Linked DNA regions of Sus scrofa: region 1 is linked to region 2. A link is a contact called in public Hi-C data. All regions are on one chromosome and are shown on one strand. The core of a region is the stretch at or near the end of the contact, and the rest is flanking DNA. Distances in the headings are between cores, read along the strand shown. Region 1 has its middle 63 kb from the start of PPP1R3B. Region 2 has its middle 150 kb from the start of PPP1R3B.

Region 1 (3,764 bases), core at 279-2,778, 91 kb before region 2:
AGGCCCAACGTGTTGGTATGTGAATGAAGGCAAGAGTAGGAAGTAGTGTTGGGCAGCTGGGAGCAGCATGTGTGTATGTAGTTTGTACGTAGGAGGCTTGAAAAGGAGCAAGAGAAAAGAGGTAGTGTCTAGCAAGGCAGCAGAGGACACCCACATTGAACAGTAATTTTCTACAATTCCCATGCAATCCATTATCCCTGCCATGTCTGGGTTGAATGACAGTTTATCCATATGGCTCACCCCACAGCTTTCCCCCCAATCCACCCAATCGGGGGATTGTAGGCTGCTCATCTAGCCTGGTACCTCTTTAACTAAGTGCTTTGCCAGCAGAGGGAGAAAAGAAGTAGAGATTGTGCCTTGTTGTATTCCCTCCTTTCCACCCAGGCAGAGCAGACATTCACCCTCTGCAAGCTCAATATGTGGTGAGCATGCTTTCTTTAGAACAAACACAAAATGCGAAGTCAAGCTACAGTTAATGTAGCTCACAATAGCACCCACACTTCTGTGTTGATGGCACATGTTTCCGTTAACTGTCAATTTCCATGCAAACAAGAGATATTAGTCCCCATCATGGCAGAAGTCTCACATAGGCAGCCCCAAGGCTGAATATAGCCTATATCTACATATATATGTATATATATGTAGGTATAGTCTTTTTAGGGCTGCACCCATGGCATATGGAGGTTCCCAGGCTAGGGGTCAAATCTGAGCTGTAACTGCTGGCTTACTTCACAGCCACAGCAATGGCAGATCTGAGCCCCATCTGCAACCTATACCACAGCTCAGGGTAATGCTGGATCCTTAACCCACTGAGCAGGGCCAGGGATTGAACCCACGTCCTCATGGATACTAGTCAGGTTCATTATCACTGAGCCACAACAGAAACTCCTCTCAGATATATTTTGTTTGGCTTTCACAATGTTTGCAAAAGTTGAACCAACCTTGGAAAAATCAGAACATCTTACATTAAATTCTAGAGTTTGAGCTCTTCTTGAAAACTCCAAAGATAACACTAGGTCAGTGTTCCCGCAGGGTAGCAATGGGCTGGAGTAGAGTAACAGTAGTCCCATTACCCCAGGCCTATGATCACCCTTGCAAGGACCCCTGGGGCACATATGCCGTCAAATCTACATGTAGGAGTTGTCAGCTGGTTCATGAAGTCATCTGTGTTCACTACCCCTAGGTCTTCCTGATTGGAAGAAATTGCATAACGCAGGCTTTATGGCTATGGTTTTCTTGCCAGGGAGGTATAAGAGTTAGGTGAAGGTGGAGGGTCTAGAAGGAAGAGATTAGGTTCTAGATGCTGCTCTGTACTGGATGTTTCCAGCAGAGCTGGGAAAAAGGGAACCTAGTTAGCCACTAGCCAAAACCCATGCTACTGTTTCGGCTTCCTTACAATAGCGGACTGACCGTTTAAAAAGACAGCTTTTCCCTACTAATAAAAGAAAAAGACAGTGTAAATATCTCATGGGGTCTGTGTGGGTGGAACAGATTGCACAATGGTTTGCTGGCCAGAGTGATAAAGGGCAGGCTGATCACACCCGCGTGTGCTCGCACATCCTGAGGTCCAAAGAGCAGGTCGGTCCCATGCCCCTGTGTGGAGGCCTGGGACAGAGGATGGAGAAAAAGGCTTCCTTGTTTAAAACATCTCCTGTGATATACTATATACTAGGCTTTTATTTTAAAATAACAGAATTTAAAAAAAAATAACAGAAAAGGGATGGTAACCCAAACACAACAGCAGCATTTTTTTTTTAAGCAAAGTGAATAAAAAGATACTGCTTAAGAAAGACCCAAGTTTCCTTCACATTCCTGAGGTAGAATCTAGATAGCTTTTATAAACTTGAGTCCACTCCAGTTGCTGATTTTGGCCGCATTTCCTTTTAGAGAAAGAAAAGACTTTTGAAAGGCCCTCAGCCCATGGTGTGTTTTTTCTCCTTAGCGATGTCTAATTCAGGAGGCCAATTTTAGCCACCATGGGCAGGTTCCTGAAGGGGAGTCAGGTCTCACATGTTCTGTAATGACCAGTTTATAACTGAGAACCAAACTGGACCCTTTTAAATGACCATGCCCTTAGCCAAGATCTAGTTTCCCACTGACAGGGATCGTAGTGTGAGCTGGTCACTAAGTCATATGTTTGTTTGGAGCCTATTTGTTTGGAGTAGAGATGGAACTGAAAGAAAGACCTGTTAGAAGCTGAGAGATTGACTGAAATTTGACTTGCATTTTATTATAAATGTGTCCAGTGATTTTTCTCCTGAGTCCCAAATCTGATCCACACAATATAACACAAACCAGTGAAAAACAAACAAAAACAGCAAGTCCATTTTATCCATGTTTTCCATTTTCCAAGTTTCTCCTCTCCATTTTCTTTGCCCTGAGCCCGGCCTACCAAGATAGCTCTGAAATCACATCTCTTACTGCAGCCTTCAGTTCTAAAAGGATTGAATTTTTTTTCCTTTAGGGCACTACATGGACATTTATAAACCATCATCCTATGATAGCCTTTGCATTGCTGTAAGTTTTGTGGTGTCATCTATGAATTTGTGTATGTATTATCTGCTCAGCTAAACTCCAAGCTCATTGAGAGCAGTAGGTATATCTTGTACATTTTTGTGTTGGCCCTGGCTCTTTGGACAGTGCTATGCACACGGTAAGTTAGGTTCTAAGAAACAATTTGCCCAAGGAATCACACCGTGATTGTTTTGGAACATAGAATTTGCACCTCTTTGCTCTTGTTGAGGTGAAGTGAAGGGGCTGGGAGATTCATTCAAACAGATACTCAGAATCAAAATATCACCTGTGTAGAGCAGGTATTCTAAACCCACAGCCCTGGTAGATGATCTCCTCTAAGACAGCGCCATGGCTTACAACTGGCTTTTCTTGGTTCTTTTGTTCCCTTATCTGCATACCTCTCACTCCACCTCTACCACACACCCCACATCACAGCACATGTACCTCTCTGTTTTGCATCTATATTCTTCCTCATAGACAAAAAGAAAAATAAATAAAAATATAAATAAAAATAATAAATAAATAAATAAAATCCTCATCTTCCCTCCTCTACAAACATTCAATTTTATAAAACTAAACCGAGGACCTAAGGTGAAACCCATTGAGATAGAATTTCCAAGGAACCACAAATTTAGAGAATAGATTATCAAGATCCAAAAATTAAAATTTTTTTTCATATTTTAAATAGATCTAGAATTCAAGAGCAGCAAGACTTCATGCATTGTATACATTCTTGCTTTATCTTTTATACAAACAGAAGTTTTATAAGCATTGGAAGAGCCAAGAAAGAAGAGACCTCTTGGGAGGGAAGGTCTATTACACACGCTCTTACAGCACCCTGGGCTGTCTGGGCTATTCTGAACAATGGAGGCAATTGAAGAATTCAAATGAGTAGGTGATTGTTTACATCTTTACAAGGCATCTCTGGAATACCCCTGCACCGGGGTTTCAGTGGGTCCTGAGACTTCCGTCTTCTGGCACAATCTTCCCATCATGATGGGCCATGGTTCAAGATCTTTACACTACACATGCCCAGGCAGCTTTTGAATTTATTGTGTCCTTTTTAAAAAAAATTTTTAAATTAATAAAATAAATTTAATTTAAAATTAACTGTTTTAAATTAATAAAATAAATTTAAAATAATTATTTTAAAAAGAAATTTTTTTATGTCTCCCCCTCACCCCCCCCCAAATCCACTTTACTCCAAAATGCCCATTATTGGGTGAATTGTTCCCTCTTCCTCCGTCCCC
Region 2 (3,683 bases), core at 269-2,768:
GCCTGGCTACAGCAATTACTAAGAAATGCTGAGTGAATGAATGAATGACCTGGAACCAGGTCCTAGAAGGCTTTGGTGACCCAGCAGAATGATTCAATGTCAGTCATCCTCAGTGGGCCACTGTGAGGTATTCAAAATGATCCATTGGAGTACAGGGAGAAAATATTAGCACTCCTATTTATATTTATGCTAGTAAAAAATTAGTGAAAGTAAGCTTTCCTAATATTTTATATGAACTGGCAGTAGCACATGTATTTAATTCATAAATTAATATATATGTTAAGAATAAGGGTAGTATGTGTTGAAAACATTGTAGGCCACTGTTTCATGCAATGAGAAGTCATCGAAAAATTCTGAAGAAAAATCATGAGAAAAGCAAATGCATGGAATTGACCTTGTAGACTGAAGAGAGGGAGGCATGAATTGGTGTGGAAAACATGACACTGTCCAGGCAGAAGAGATCAGAGATAAGACAAAAAAAAGGGGACACAGGTACGGGGAGGAAGGAAGACCAACTAACAAATTACTATCATTACCTTCATTATTATTGCATCAGCAGGACAAAATTCCACATGGGCCAATGATAAGCAGAAAGCATCAGAGACCCTAAAAAGCTGTCTGAACCAGGGGGAGCAGACGGAAATCCAAGGGAAAGGTAGAATATTTTGCCCCAGGCTTGGATTCTTGTAAGTGGCACTTTACAAAAATTTTCTCCACTTGTCTGAAGGGGAGCAAATGGGGGCCACCCATCAGGCCTGCTCAATCTCCTGTGTAACTTCTTAATAGACTATTTATAGCCTCAGGTTGTTGCAGCAACATTGCGCAATTGCTGTGTGGGTGGAGAGGATGGTGGATCTGAGCCCAGCTGGGTGAGTGACCGTCTCCTGGCTGCTTCCTGTTGGCTTAGGAAAGAACAGAAGAAGGTGGATTTGTTTGTCGGTTGAGCAACCAGCCACTGCCTGGCCTGTGCCTGATTTTGTCCCTTTAAACATTAACTGCCTCTTAAAACATTGGTGTTCTATGCCCAAGGCCAATGGGGCGCCCAAGAGAAAGGAGAGGAGGAAAGAGTAGAAGAGAGGGAGGGAGGGTTTGTTACATCAACAATTTATTCATTCCACTAATACTGCAGAGTGTCCATGGTGACCCACCCATCGTCCCAAGACCCAGCTCTGGAGAACTGAAGAGAACATGATTCTCATCCTAGAGACACACAGTCTAGCAGAGGAGACAGACAAGTAAACACAAGATGACAAGGAAAGGCTAAGCCCTAGACTGTCCCTGTGCCTTCTCAGCATCTCCCTTTACTAAAGAAGTTTCCTTGGGAGATGGAGGATGAGATCAGAGAATTAAAAGTTTCCAGGTTCCTTGTCCCCAGGACAGTGGTTCTCAACCTGTAGTGAGCAAAAAGTGACCTGGAAGAGTTATTTAAAATGCAACTCCCAGCTCTGCAGGACTGTGTCAGTGGGTCTGCAGCAAGCCCAGGGCTCTGCATTGATCCAGCCATCCAAGGGAATTCAGATGGAGGTGGCCTGTGACCACAAGAGGGCCACCAGAGGTTGATGGAAAAAAATTGGACGAAAGGAAGAGGGAGCTTAAAGATGATTAAGGGCAGAAAACAGAAAAAGAGAAAACCCAGTTTTCAAGAGAGAAAAGAAAGTTTTCTCTAAGAATTGAGCTAATATTACCAGGGGCCCTGGGACGACTCAGCTAACTAGTGTCCATGACTTAGCCATGACTTTCTTATATTTATCTTTTAAACAAGACGACTTTTCTTAAACAGTACAAAGAAATGGACAGAGAGATAGCTCTGTTAGAGCCTTGGGTGGGCATCAATAGCACCTGTGGAACCCAGCCTTTGCTAATCCACAAGCGGAGGCTGAATAAAGCCATGGGCTATGGGAAGGGGGCCGTCCTGGAGAAGGCACACTCACTTGACACTGTCTTCAGTAATGCCTGGTTCTGGGCAGCTCTGTTTAATTGCACCTCTCCCTCCACAACCCCCCAGGCTAGTCTACCCCAGGGCAGTGTCTAGCTGGGGTAGACACCTGAAAAGGCTGAAGGGCACCAAGCTACAAAGAGCCTGAGCGGTGATGGCCATGAGCAATTTCCAGGTGGGCTACAGAGCTTCCTCTTCCCCCTGACTGCACCAAGGCTGCTCTCTTTCTGAAACTGATTTAGGCCCAAAGCTGAGCGGCTGGGGTGTGACTGGAGTGACCCTAGCACCATCTGGTTCTCCCATGGTGCCAGGTAGGATGCTTCTGTTTATCCCTAAAGCCCACTTTCCCACCTCTCTCTGAAAGGATGCCTCCTCCCTCGTTCTTTAGCTCCTGCCCTAGTATGACCTTCCCTGTGACTCTCCTTTAACTATATCCTTTCCCACTTGGGGTCCTCATCCTATGGATTCTGTCCCGTGAGCCCCACCTATCCAACTACAAGTTCAGGGGAGCTTGTCTTCTGGGAGTCAGTAAAGCACCTCAGTTAGGAACTAGGGCTGACCTGGGTCAGGAACACAACGCAGTCACCTGCCAGCTCTGGAATCTCGGGCGAGTTACTTCCCTGTTCTAAATTTCAGTTTCCTTACCTATAAAATGGGCAAACAATTGTACTTATGACTAAGGTTAAATGAGCTAATACTTAGCCCAGTGCCATTGTAGCCCTCCATAAATGTTTGCTCTTCTCCCCATGCATATGTACATCCTTACTTTTACCCTAATCGCCATGGATTTAGGACAGAGCTGATGCTCATTAATGTTTATTGAATTAGCAGTTAAGACGTGTAAACATCACTGGATCTGTTCATTAGTACATTTTAAGAAGAAGTGGGTAACTTGGCATTTTCCCTTATTTCATCAATATTTGATGGTGCTTTCTCTATTTGAGGATTTGTTTAGGGTGGAATGAATCCGAATAAGCTCAGGCAGGCTTTTCGTAATCATTCTTCTTTTGTGTCCATTGATTCAGTGTGTTTTCCTCACTTCTGTTCCCATCCTCACATTTGCGGTCCTCCTTCTGGAGGAATAAATCAGACCACAGTAGCCATTTAAAAGTACTTTCAACTGCTTCTAAGTTCTCTAGAGGAAAATAGCTACAGAATGCTGTTAAGGCTGTTAGAAATTTCGAATTACGCTTCTCCCGCTGTCCCTTTCCACCATGTGAGATGCAATGGGGAGAACTAAGTAAACACCAAAGTCCCTTTTAATTGCAATGGTCCGTGATCTCTTTTGTGCACAGCTGGACTTTTAAGCTCAAAAAGGTAAAGCAACTTTTGTAAACAAACATAATTTAAGGACTAGTCCTGACTCCCTGTTGGGGATCATCTCAGAAAGAAAATAGGTACGACCTCCACTGCTTGCCATTTGCTGGATATCTTCACTCCTTGCCTGGAATTACCAGAGGCTGTTTGCACGGCTGCGCTCAATGTCCAGACGTTTGGTTTAGATCCCTTTATGTTCAAGGATTCTGAGGAATGATAATGAAGGCGAATTGAGCTTAGACTGAACAAGCTCCTCTTAGAGATCTTAATCAAATAATCAAAGGTTAAACATGAAGAGGAAACATAAAAGTGAGGGAAAAACTGGTAACAATTTACGAGCTTTTCTTTCCCTCCAGGAGAAGCTGAGAATGAGCCTCATCTATGCCAGGGAGGCTGAAGTGGGGGAGTGCACCCAGCCTCCCCCAGGTGG

What was found. Hi-C and Micro-C count contacts between places; a contact is called where the count stands out from the background.
Region 1: a contact with region 2 is called in a Hi-C map of liver, with 4 times the contacts expected there. The contact joins two enhancer-like sites. A contact is called at or near these places in 1 of 5 promoter capture datasets (liver), 9 of 47 Hi-C or Micro-C datasets (brain, fetal liver, heart right ventricle and 2 more) and 1 of 2 datasets of contacts at active chromatin or transcription factors (skeletal muscle).

Annotation. Positions count from the first base shown.
Region 1 is chr15:55,937,500-55,941,263 of Sscrofa11.1, reverse strand. No RefSeq gene overlaps it. Among named protein-coding and RNA genes, the nearest start is that of PPP1R3B, 63 kb to the left of the region's middle. Within about 2 kb of position 1,528, at least 7 of the 83 cell types and tissues checked have an H3K27ac peak or open chromatin away from gene starts, as enhancers often do. A contact at or near this core is called in fetal liver and liver, where this site is marked.
Region 2 is chr15:55,846,551-55,850,233 of Sscrofa11.1, reverse strand. No RefSeq gene overlaps it. Among named protein-coding and RNA genes, the nearest start is that of PPP1R3B, 150 kb to the left of the region's middle. Within about 2 kb of position 1,518, at least 15 of the 83 cell types and tissues checked have an H3K27ac peak or open chromatin away from gene starts, as enhancers often do. A contact at or near this core is called in fetal liver and liver, where this site is marked.